Regions from separate parts of the Mus musculus genome. Here region 1 is linked to region 2. Evidence: chromatin contacts called from public HiChIP or PLAC-seq data. All regions are on one chromosome and are shown on one strand. Each heading gives the region's core, a stretch centred on a gene start, on an enhancer-like site or on the middle of the called end of the contact. The rest is flanking DNA. Distances are from core to core; before and after follow the strand shown.

Region 1 (5,807 bases), core at 1,097-3,596, 210 kb before region 2:
TGCATAATGACGGATCTGGAAAGTTTAGAGTTAGACCAATGAAAGTCACGTTAATGTTTAAATCCCACTTCTTAGGAGTTCCCTTCATGTGCAAGACTCTAAAATTGTTGCTTTCCGGCATTCATTGCTCTGTTGCCTCTCCTTCTTCCTACTCCTGATTCTGTATTTCTCAGAGAATGCCGGGAAGAGAAGGTAATGTGGAAATATGAAGTTGTCGTAAAAGTCTAATTATCACAACCCCAGTAGTGTCCCTAGCACATCTTTTAATTTTTGATGTATTCATTTCTTATACTTTACAACCCAACTGCAGTTTCCCCTCCTTCCTCTCCTCCGAGTTTTTTCACCTGCACATCTACCCCCCTATCCAATCGATCAAAAGGGAGGAGTGGCTCCCCAGCGCATCTTGGCAGTGAGATCTCAGAATTTCTTAAATGAGCACTGGGGTCTGCTATTATCACTCTCTCCTGCCATGAAAGCAAGACCCGTTTAGGACAGGTTTCTATTTGTGCTCGGAGAGGATGAGAGTGGAGTTTATTAAAGTGTAAGCACAGCAATACTTTCTGTAGTAGCATACTCAGTCTCTCCCCATTTTAACGCATGCTTAACCCATTTTAAAGTCCCTGTTGCTCTTCCAGAGGAAATGGTACATTGGGTATCTCAAACCAGCTCTAGTTCCAGTGAATTCGATGCCTTCTTTGGGCTTCCCTAAGAATCTGCCCTCATGCGCGCCTACACACATACACGAATGCGCATAATTTAAAACAAATAAGTAGTGTTAACAAAGCAGTCAGCTGAGAGGCACACTGACATATTCTGTGTTCTATAACTGAGTGCTGTTTCTCTCTCCAGGAGAAAGATGGAGTGGAAGAAGTTCTCTTCACCCACCATCACCACGTCAACAATTCCACATCATTTAAAGGCAGAATCAGGCTGGGTGGAGACTATAGACTCCACCTCTCCCCAGTCCAAATCCAAGACGATGGCAGGACATTCTCTTGCCATCTGACTGTCAATCCTCTCAAAGCCTGGAAGATGTCCACCACAGTCAAGGTTTTTGGTAAGGAGTTTGTCCTATGATCTCTTTGCCACCTTTGTGTCAATGCCTCTGGCCATGCTCTTCTCATGAGAGGGGCCCCCACCCCCACCTTGGCCCCAGGCTGGAGAGCAACCACACAGGGTAACTCCTGCAATTCTGTTTGCCTTAATTCCTATCATTCTCATTGAGGGTAGGGACAAGGGTGGAAGGCTAAAGAATAATTATTCAGCTAATAGAATAAGCCACCAGAAAACCACATATAGGTCAGCTTCCCTGGTGGCCTCTACCTTGTTTGCAGGCGTAATGTTTCCCAAGGGTACCAGAAATCTCTTTAATTATAACTGCCAACGTCTAATTGCTTGGCTGTCTAATTATCTGAGTTATTTTCTGGTGCAAAGTGTAATAAGGCCACAATGAGTAAAAGAAGCTGATAAATACAGCCCGAGAAACTGCAGAAACTCCACAGCCATCCTGCCAGGGCCCACTTGGGTGAGAGGCCACCACAGGCTTCTGACAGTGGAGCCCGCAGACTCTCTGACCTGATCCTAGTGCCACTGACCTGGGAAATCTGCCACGACCTCATTCAGAGTGTAGACACACTGTAGGGTGTGATCTGAAGAGAAAAAAGATATAAGCTCTGTATTTTGTTCCCTGGTGCAAGAAAACATTACTAAACAGAGACTCCAGGCTTTGGCTAGTTTTTCATTTTGGTGACCTTGACCTGCAGTTTTTAAAGTCATTCTAAAGGAGGGTAAAGAGAAAAGCAGCCATGTGAATGGGCAACCAATTGGTTTTTGTTTGTTTGTTTGTTTGTTTCGTTTAATGAGGTGAACTAAGAGAAAATAAACTTTATACAATGTAAGGGCACAGGCTGCTAGATTTCTCCTCAATTTTCTAAATGACAGAGTAGGCAAAGTAAAATAAAATACAAAAACTTTTTTTGTTGTTGTTTTTGTTCATTGCATTGCTTTATTGCATCAGTGGTGAGAAAACATGGTCAGTGGACGAAAACATAAAGTCCTTTATAAAGACAGAAACAGCTGGGGCATGATTGGTTTCGTGAGGAGTTCAGTGCAGATAGCTTTTCTCCCATGCCTCATTGTCTCCTTGCACACACAGTCCCCCCTTTCTCCCCTCCTGCCCTTCCTTTTCTGCTTGCTTCGCCACTCTTCTCTCCCATGTCTCCTCAGGGGATGGGCTAGATAGTCATCATCCATCACCATTGGTTTCCCATGAAGATTTGAGAACAGGCTGCTCCTTGCTGTTGTTGGATCAATAACACCGTTGGTTCACTTCCAGGGTGTGACAGTCTTAGCGCAAACACAAAACCGACTCATCTGGCCTTACTCTTGGCAAGCCAGTGAGGGCAGGCATCCAGGCTGTGGGAAGAAATATGCATTTTAAGTCAGGCGAGGTCTTTGTGCCACAGCATGCTCTAATTGCCTTGTCAACGTACATACCATGTCTGCGAGTCTTTACCGCCCTCAGACGTCTTCATATTGGTTCAGGAGATGGGAGACATATATTCTTACTTCCCACATTTAGCATGTCCTCTGCATCTACATCCCTCTGTCTGAACTTCTTCTGCACTTCTTCTTTAAACTCTGTTTTTTTGGTGGAGGGTGCTTAGAACTATGGAACTCTGCTTGCTTATTTTGTAATTTAGCTTCAATTGTGTAGTGGAATTTTTTAGTAAATACACTGAGTTTGTGGATGTGCTATTAGCTGCAAAGGAGATGTGGGTAAGACTTTGCTGTACCTCTGATGGTATATTTATTTAGGTTGTAGGTATGGGAAACTGATTCAGGAGAATAGTGAGTTTGAGCCCTTGCTACAGAGTGAACCGGTCAGTCAATGGATAATAGAAAGTAAATAAAACCTGCTTTTCATTCAATAGGGTTTTCCTACATCAAAAAAGCCAAAACCAAATTTAAAACCTTTTAAGTAAGTGGTGAATGTGTCCCCAATCCAACCATCATGCACTCCACCCACCACCTAGTTTTTCTTCCCAAGCCATCTCTGCCTCATCTGTTCTTTCTGTAGAGTGCAGACCAGAGGCTGGGTGTCCATTTGCATCAACCACCAACTCACTGCTGAGGCTTTGCTTGCTCTCTCCTGCTCAGAACCTGGAAATTTGAATATTTAGAGCTCACAGCTACGTCCAGGACTTTTAAGGTCTCTCCCCCGCACCTCCCCCCCGCCCCCCTGCAGTGCCTTAATTCTATTTACATTTGTTTCTTATAAGAACTAAGAAATATCCTTTTCTCCATCAAATTCAGGACTGTGTCTTGGTTTGGATTCCCCCAGGGGAGGAACAAAGAGTAAAAGAAGGCATTGAGTTAAATTAACTTATGTGTAGCCAGGCAGTGGTGGCACATGCCTTTAATCCCAGCACTTGGGAGGCAGAGGCAGGCGGATTTCTGAGTTCGAGGCCAGCCTGGTCTACAAAGTGAGTTCCAGGACAACCAGGGCCTCACAGAGAAACCCAGTCTCGGAAAAAAAAAATGTTATGTGTGATGGGATCCCGGTGCAGAAGTGAAGGAGTAGAGAGGGGCTCCTACTCCTAGATAATTCCCAAGAAGATATCTGCAACTGGAATCTGTTTGCAAAGGAAAAATTGGTTTTTCCCAGTGAACTCTCACTGGCTGTATTATCCACAATTAAGGGCAGGACCCCAAGCCCAGCAGTAGCTGGACAGCACAAAACAAACTCAAGGGTTGGTATCTTTGAAGACTTCTTTTCTCATATTAGTTTGATTTGGGCATTTTTGGGGGAGTCTTACTGGTCTTTTGTTTGTATATTTCAGTTTCTGATTTTCTGCTTTTGTGGCTGTGCCTGTGTGTTATTGTTTTTGTTTTGTTTTGTTTTCTTTTGTTTTTTTTAGTTTTGGTTATTTGTTTTGTTCATCTGACTGTTTTCTAAAGGAAGAGAATAAAAGGCTGTGGAGTTAGGTGGGTAGGATCTGAGGGGTTGGGGAAGGGAAAATATGATCAGGACATGGTGTAAGAAAAGTTAACTCCAATTAAATTACATGTGGACACTAGAAATAGTCCTAATAATGATTTGCAAAGTCACCCTAGAGACACAGCACAGGGGAGAAACCTGAGCCCAAGAGGGGAAGGAGGATAATGTATGTGCATAATCATACCAGTTACTTCTTCCAGCCTGAAGATCAGTCTTGCAGAGAGCTCTGAACTATGGCACAGAACACATATCAGGGGCTGGTGAGGTGGTTCACTGGGTAAAAAACACTTACACACAAACCCAGAGTTCTGGCCTGAGTTTGATTGCCAGAATGCAAGGTGGAAAGAGATTCAAACTCCCAAAAGTGATCCTCTGATCACCATGGTCCTTATGAGCAATCTCTCTCTCTCTCTCTCTCTCTCTCTCTCTCTCTCTCTCACACACACACACACACACACACAAACACACACACATATTTTATTAATCCTATTTGAGGTCTCAAATGCAGGGCAATGAAGCCAGGATATTTTCCCCCTGACTTCCCGTCTGTTACATTATCTCCTTCTTCCTTCCCTCCTCATATTCTCAATGAATCCAGAGGCAAGGGATCATAAATAGGCCCAGCAGCAGCTTTCGGCAACCAGAAGTCACTGCTGAGCAGGCAGGCAGGTAAACCACCTGGGACAAAGAATGGCAACAGTCTTTCAAGAGGTTCATAGAAGGCTGGGTCTGCTGCTGTAACAAGAACAAGCTCGGAGGTGCTTCAGTCTTCAGTGTCCATGCGCAAAGCTCTGGTGATGAAGACTTCCAGGAACTTGCAATTTGTAGCATGGCAACAAAACCATCTCCTGATACGTGTTAGTGCCAAGCAAGCCAAACAGCAATCAAGTGTTTCTCTGATTCCCTCAGGGTTCTAGAAGTGAAACATTTCCTTCCTGCACACACATCCCTTTCTCCCAGTGGATTTCTTTCCTCTATTCTAGCTGCCCCTTCTCAGACTTTTGAAAAGGCAATTATAACTACTCTTCCCATCCATGAAAACACTAAATTTGTATGTATTTTTGTGTACCATGGAATGCTTACACACACACACACACACACACACACACACACACACACACACACACACATAGTATAGACTTCAGTGACACTAACTGTGCCTTATTTGCTTTTAAGCTAAACCAGAAATCCTCATGACTGTGGAAAACAGCACCATGGATGTCTTAGGAGAGGTGAGTCACAGCGAATTCTTTGAATACCCATACTATTACATGCCAAGCTGTGTCAGATTGCCTGGCTGCCAGGAACATTCCCTCAAAAGACCTTATTCCTTGGCCCTTAGCCACTTAACTGCTGCTGTGAAGGCAAGCTGAGGTGACTGGAAACTGCAGAGAAATCCTGGCTTTGACTTACTGCTCTCAGAAGGCGTGGGCTGAGGCCTTAGGTCTTACTTTCCTGGTGTGTGTGTGTGTGTGTGTGTGTGTGTGTGTGTGTGTGTGTGTGTGTGTAGAAAGGGGGTTCAATTGTTTAAATGTCTCTGAGATTAAAAACTGAGGGAAAGTGGGACAAAAACCAGTGTGAGTCCTGGTGGAAGTTGACTTTTAATTTGTTATTCTCCCGAGTTCTCCTTCCCATTGCCTTGAGAAGAGGAATGGGGCCCTCCCGTCCTCCTCCCAAACCTGCCTATTTCCCTGGCAATAAGAGAAAGGGCGGGAGAAAGGGAGAAGCAGAACACGATGCTCTGAGTTTGCCCCTTCAGAGTAGCTCTTGGCCTCTAGTCACTGCATCCGAACACATTACTTCATTT
Region 2 (5,904 bases), core at 1,996-4,495:
GGGGGTGATTTGTTTAGTATAGTTAGATGAACACTGCTCTATTTCCTTGCTAAAGGGAAGGCACTTTTTTCTTTTCTTTCCTTTCTCTTTTTCTAGTTTATGATTCTGTTTGCTTTGCCTAATTTTACTTCTCACTCAGCAGTTCTCAGTTATGACTGGACATTCACACCAGCTAGAAAGTGTTTAAAAATTACTTATGCCTGGGCCTGAGCCCAGAAATTGACTTCACTAGTCAGAGAAGGTTTCTGGCTAAGGGGGATGGCAAAGTTGCCCTTGGTGATAGCAATGCATAACCTGTGAGAAGAGCACACGAGTGAATTAAAACACCATCTGTTTGGGAGGCTCTAGGCAATGATCTCTCAGTTGTAGGCTAAATTGTCTTCACCAGTACACGACTTAGACAACTTAGAAAGACATACACTGACGAACCCACCTATGTCATGACTTGGTCCTTCTTCTAGTAGTTAGATAATTACATGCTCATGCAGGAAGGCTCCTTGTGAGTGACAGGAACTGTCTCCATTTGGAAAGAGCCTCTCCTCCACCTCCAGTCCTTCTGATGCCTCACCAGCTCCTAGTCAGAGTTAGGTGTCTAAATACATGGCCTAGAGCAGTGGGTGTGTGTCTCATGAGTATGAGTTGCAAGATGGTGCAGGCTGTTCCTCTAACTAAAAGTTCTGCCTACTTGTGAAGCCTAGACAAGCCTCGAGTCTCTTGCCCTCTCTGGTCTTCAAACAGTTTGTAGAATGAAAAAAGTTTATCTTAGGAATGCTAAGGAATTTTCCAGGAATTTTCCAGTTACCATAATGTTGCAATTTTTATGACTAACAGAATAATAATCAAATTACTTTATGTCTTGTTAACTTAATTGTTAGTGCTTAAACAAAGAAAAAAAGCATCTCATAAAATGAGAGTTTGGTTTTTTATTAAAATCGACACATACATGTAAATAATATATTTGTTTGAGGCGTATATTTAAGCTATATTTCCCAATAAATGTAAGGCCTCACTCTGTACTTTGTAGATGGTACTAATAGATATTTAATCAAGGATTTGCTGCATTCGTAAACCATAATTCCTAGCTGATGTGAATGTCCAGCCATACGTTACTGGCACCATGCTAGTTAATTGATTTACTGATTGACTAGCTGTCTTATAAAATGGAGCATGCCATTAGCTGTTACCCTATGAAACTCGGGAGACTTGAGTGATGTTCGTATCCCTGGGAAAAAAATCACTTAACTACAAGTGCCAGAAGAAACTTCTACTCTGGAATTAAAGGAGAGTTTGTTTAAAGAAAGGAAAACAACTTTAAATAGTACAATAAATATTTTCCTCTGCTTGGGGGTGACCTGTGCTCAACCTCTGCCTTGTGAAAATACTGTCTTCAAGCCTGTGGTTTTGCAGCACGTCAATAATTCTGAAGAGTCTGTCTGCATTCAGCCGCTGGCCACTTCCAAGCCACATAAGCCTCTCTTGATCACTTTTCTACCATAGACATCCACACAGTCACTAGGCCCCTCTTTCTCTTTAAAGTTGAGTTCTCTTTCTTTTATGACAACTCATCTTTTTTTATTTAATTTAATTTAAATTTTACTTATTCACTTTACATCCTGCTCACTGCCTTCCTTCTGGTCACCCCCTCCCATAATTCTTCTTCCCTCATCCCCATTCCTTTCTCTTCTAAAGGGGTGGGAAACCCCCGGGTATTCCCCCTCCTCCTGGCACTTCAAGTCTCAGTGAAGCTAGGTGCTTCCTCTTTCACTGAGTCCAGACAAGGAAGCCCAGCTAGTAGAACATATTCCACATATAGGTAACACCTTTTGTGGTAGTCCCTCTTCCCATTGTCCAAACACTGAATGTGAGAAACAGGAAATTTGTGTCCCAGGAGGAGGCTTACTGGGGCCACACTAACATGCATTTTTATCTATGCTATGGAAGCCAGATCTTTAATTAATGGCACCCTTAGTCAACACAGTCTCATATGAAGTCTAGCCTGAACATGTGCTACATATGAGTGGAGGGGCCTAGGTTCCAGTCCATGTATGTTCAGACTCTGAGAGCCTATGTCCAGCTTAGTTAACTCTGTTGGTCTTCCTGTAGAGCTCCTATCCCCTTTGGGACCCGCAATCATTCTATTCTTTTGTAAGAGTCCCAAGCCCTATCAACTGTTTGGCTATACCTGTATCTGTCTGAGTCACTTGTTAGGTGGAGCCTCTTAGAAGACAACATGCGCCTGTCTGCAAGCATATCAGAGTGTCATTAATAGTGTTAGGGATTGGTGCTTGCCCATGGGATGGGTCTCAAGTTCAGCAAGCTATTGATTGGCCATTCCTTCAACTCTTCTAGAGTTGGAAGAAATTTGGATCAGTGAAATTATATATATATAAAGTAAGAGTCACTATTAATTGAGTTTATTGATCTAATCAACTGCAGAGGCTTGAAGACAATATTAATGATGTAATAAAAGTATCCACACACAGGAGGTTAAATATAGCCTCTGGGAGATGACACAGACTCCCTGTTAAACAAGGTATATTATATAGTTCTCTAGCTACAGTTAATGATACACTTGAAATTCTGTTATAAGCTATTTTATAAAAGAATAAGGCAGGTCTGGAAACGTAGTTCTGTAATAAAGCACTTGCCTAGTTCGTGTGAGACCCAGGTTCAGCAGACATAGATAGATAGATAGATAGATAGATAGATAGATAGATAGATAGATAGACAGACAGACAGCAAGACTAGAATAAGGTAGAATTTGGTGTATTAGATTCTTTGCAAACTTCCTAGAGCATCACCATCACTCTGGTACTGTACTATCCGGAAGAAACAAGAGCCCCCCCCCCCAAAAAAAAAAAACAAAGTGAAAAATTCTTTAAACAAAGGCTAGTCACACTTACCAAACACTGAATGTGAGAGACAGGAAATCTGTGTCCCAGGAGGAGGCTTACTGGGGCCACACTAATGGACATTTTTATCTATGCTATGGAAGCCAGATCTGTTATTCATGGTTCCCTTAGTCAACACAGTCTCATGGTGAAATACTGCAGACTTAATGGCTTGAGTAACAGAAATCTTTCACAAACAGATTCATCAACTGGAAAGTCCAAGGTCAGGGTACCAGCATGGCCAGTTCCTGCTGATGCTCTCTTCAGAGCTTCGCAAGTCCATATACATGCCCATGACCACAGCTCTCTCTCCCACTTCCTAGAGGAATTCCAGTCCATAGGTCTTCTATGTCCTGTGTGCCTAATTTGAATACTTGGGAAGAAGAGACAGGAGGATCAGGAATTTAAAGTCATGCTGGTTACAGTGTGTTGAAGGCTGATCTTGTCTATATAAGACCTTATCTCAAAAGAAAAGAAAACAAATAATGAAATCTATACGATAAAGACCCTACCTGGACCCATTTAACCTTGAGTACTCTTTAAAAACTGTATCTTCAAACTTGGCCACTGTGGAGAACAGAACTTCAAAATGTGAATTAGGAGAAATACTCTCTCAGTTCATAGCAGTGAGACAGGAAGCCACACATATGGTCCTTGCAGTGGTTTTAAATATGCTTGGCCTATTGGGCGTGGTGCTGTTAGGAGGTGGGGCCTTATTGGATGTTGTGTAGCCTTGTTTGACTAAGTGTGTCACTGTGGAGGTGGAGCATTGAAGTCTCACATATGTGTTCAAATCTGGCCATTGTGATCTAGACCCTCCTCCTGGCTGCCTGCGGACGACACTCTTCCCTAGGCTGCCTTTGGATCACGATGTAGAACTCTCAGCTCCTTCTCTAGCACCATGTCTGCCTGTATGCTGCTGGGCTTCCTGCCATGATGATAATGGACTGAACCTCTGAAACTGTAAGCCCGCCCCAATTAAATGTTTTCTTAGTCATGGTGTCTCTTCAAGGGATAAAACCCTAACTAAGACAATCCCCAAATTCAACAGTTAGTTTTATTCTTTAAAAATAATATCTTAGGGTTTCTGTTGCTCTGATGAAATACCGTGAGCAAAAGCAAGTTGGGGTGGAAAGGGTTTATTTGGCTTAATTTTTTATCACGGAAGGAAGTCAGGACAGGAACTCAAACCTGGAGGCTAGAATGGAGGGATGCTGGTTACTGGCTTGCTCAGCCTGCTTTTTTCTTTTAGAACCAGGACTACCAACCCCAGAATAGCATTACCTACAATGGGCTGGGCCCAGCCCAATCAATCACTAGTTAAGAAAATGCCTACAGATCTTAAGGAGGCATTTACTCAGCTGAAGCTCCCTCCTCTCTGATGATTCACATGCACACCCTAGGAAACCTATAGTGCCTTTAAGAGCAGCTGGATTCAAATGTGACCCTTGGTGCAAGACAAGAGTGGACCAGAGGACATTTTCCCTGAGTCACCCATGGGCCGGTTCTCAGGGTGGTTTACTCAGCCGGCCTAGCCTGTTAAAGCGCCCTGAGGAATGCACTGCCTTTAGCATTCACTGATAAAAATCAAAATACCTACAAAGCCAGAAACGGCTCCTCAGTTAAGAAATATTTCAAGCCCTGGTGTTTGCAGACAACAGGAAGTAGTCGTTTAGCACAGGAAACTCTAAGCTCCTTCACCAAATGGTAAAAAGTACCCATTGGGCTGAAGTCAGGAGATTGCTGGTCTCACCCCTGCTTTGCCACTGATTCGCCTGCTGAAGGCATGACTCTGTTTTCTTATCAGAGAATGAGGCAAGGTTGGAACGGGGCATCTCAAATTCTATTACACATAAGACTTCGTTATGCTGTTTATTTTCAGTGTAAGCTTTCTGACCTGTAGCCTACACCACCTCCAACACACACACACACACACACACACGCCATCACCACCACCACCACCACCACCACCACCACCAACAACAACAACAACAACAACAACAAACAAACAAACAAACAAACAAACAAACAAACAGTTCTGTTTTCCTTACTGGAAAGCCCAAAGTCTGGCTCTCAGCATGGCCAGTTACTGATGATCCTCTTTTCTGGGCAAGGTCTCCCCAGCACCAGTTTTGTGTTTTCAAGGTCCCATCTAGGCCAAGTGTGATGTTATCCCCAGATTTCTGATGCATCCAAAACAGCTTTTTCAAAAACCAGATATCCTTTGCTTACATTATGCACCCGTGGACCATATCAATATTGAAAGCGGTGGCCTTCATCTTGCAGGACCTGATCTTTTCTTCATCAATGTGTTCAAAGGGTGCCCTAGGGTGAGAGAGGACTGCTTGGAATATTGTCTGTTATTCTTTCAAAGCCCTCTGCTCTCCTCTTCCTGCTCAGAACCTGAGTTTCAAAACCCAAGATAGAAACTAGGACCTTCTGAGAGCTTCACTGATATGGCTTCTCTCCAACTCCATTTCCAAAGTCCTGAGTGTTTGGGCAAGACAATTTTTGTTTTCTTTTGTTTTGTTTTCTGTACAAGGTACTGTATCCACTGTGATCGTATTACTAATTGATCAGAATATCGTGTGTGTGTGTCAAAGGCACCCTGCTGTGAGCACCGGTTTCCAGTTAATGTGAACATTGCTTAAGACACTCTCCTGGTACTGAGGATGCTACACTTGGGGTGTGACTCTGTGAAGGCTAAATGATGGAAACTTAGTATTTAATCAGCCTAGTTCTCAAACTCGAAACGCATAAGCACAGCATCAGCATGTGGTTTTCTAGTTATCTAGTGGTGATTGAATACTGGCTCTGAACTGACATTGATTCCAGGAAACCCTAACAAGCATTGTGGCCCTCCAGATAAAAGAGGGGGCCTATGGAGGACATGTGATTAATGAGTTTTGGCTTAAGTGTGACTCAGAGTAGATCCAGTGGTTCCCTGAACAACCCTTCCTGTGGTTTTTTCTGTAGTTCCAGAATGTATAATTGGAATATATGTATATATATA

The links. HiChIP or PLAC-seq counts read pairs in DNA pulled down with a chosen protein or histone mark.
Region 1: a contact with region 2 is called in a FOXA1 HiChIP or PLAC-seq map of pancreatic cancer cells. The contact joins two enhancer-like sites. A contact is called at or near these places in 2 of 484 Hi-C or Micro-C datasets (the HL-1 cell line and liver) and 1 of 115 datasets of contacts at active chromatin or transcription factors (pancreatic cancer cells).

What each region holds. Positions count from the first base shown.
Region 1 is chr16:46,094,165-46,099,971 of GRCm38.p6, reverse strand. It overlaps Cd96 (CD96 antigen), which reads left to right. Exons shown (of 15, transcript NM_032465.2): 4 at 850-1,057; 5 at 5,177-5,232. Among named protein-coding and RNA genes, the nearest start is that of Cd96, 23 kb to the left of the region's middle. Within about 2 kb of position 2,346, at least 19 of the 459 cell types and tissues checked have an H3K27ac peak or open chromatin away from gene starts, as enhancers often do. A contact at or near this core is called in pancreatic cancer cells, where this site is marked.
Region 2 is chr16:45,885,317-45,891,220 of GRCm38.p6, reverse strand. It overlaps a transcript of Phldb2 not described here. Among named protein-coding and RNA genes, the nearest start is that of Phldb2, 44 kb to the right of the region's middle. Within about 2 kb of position 3,245, at least 61 of the 459 cell types and tissues checked have an H3K27ac peak or open chromatin away from gene starts, as enhancers often do. A contact at or near this core is called in pancreatic cancer cells, where this site is marked.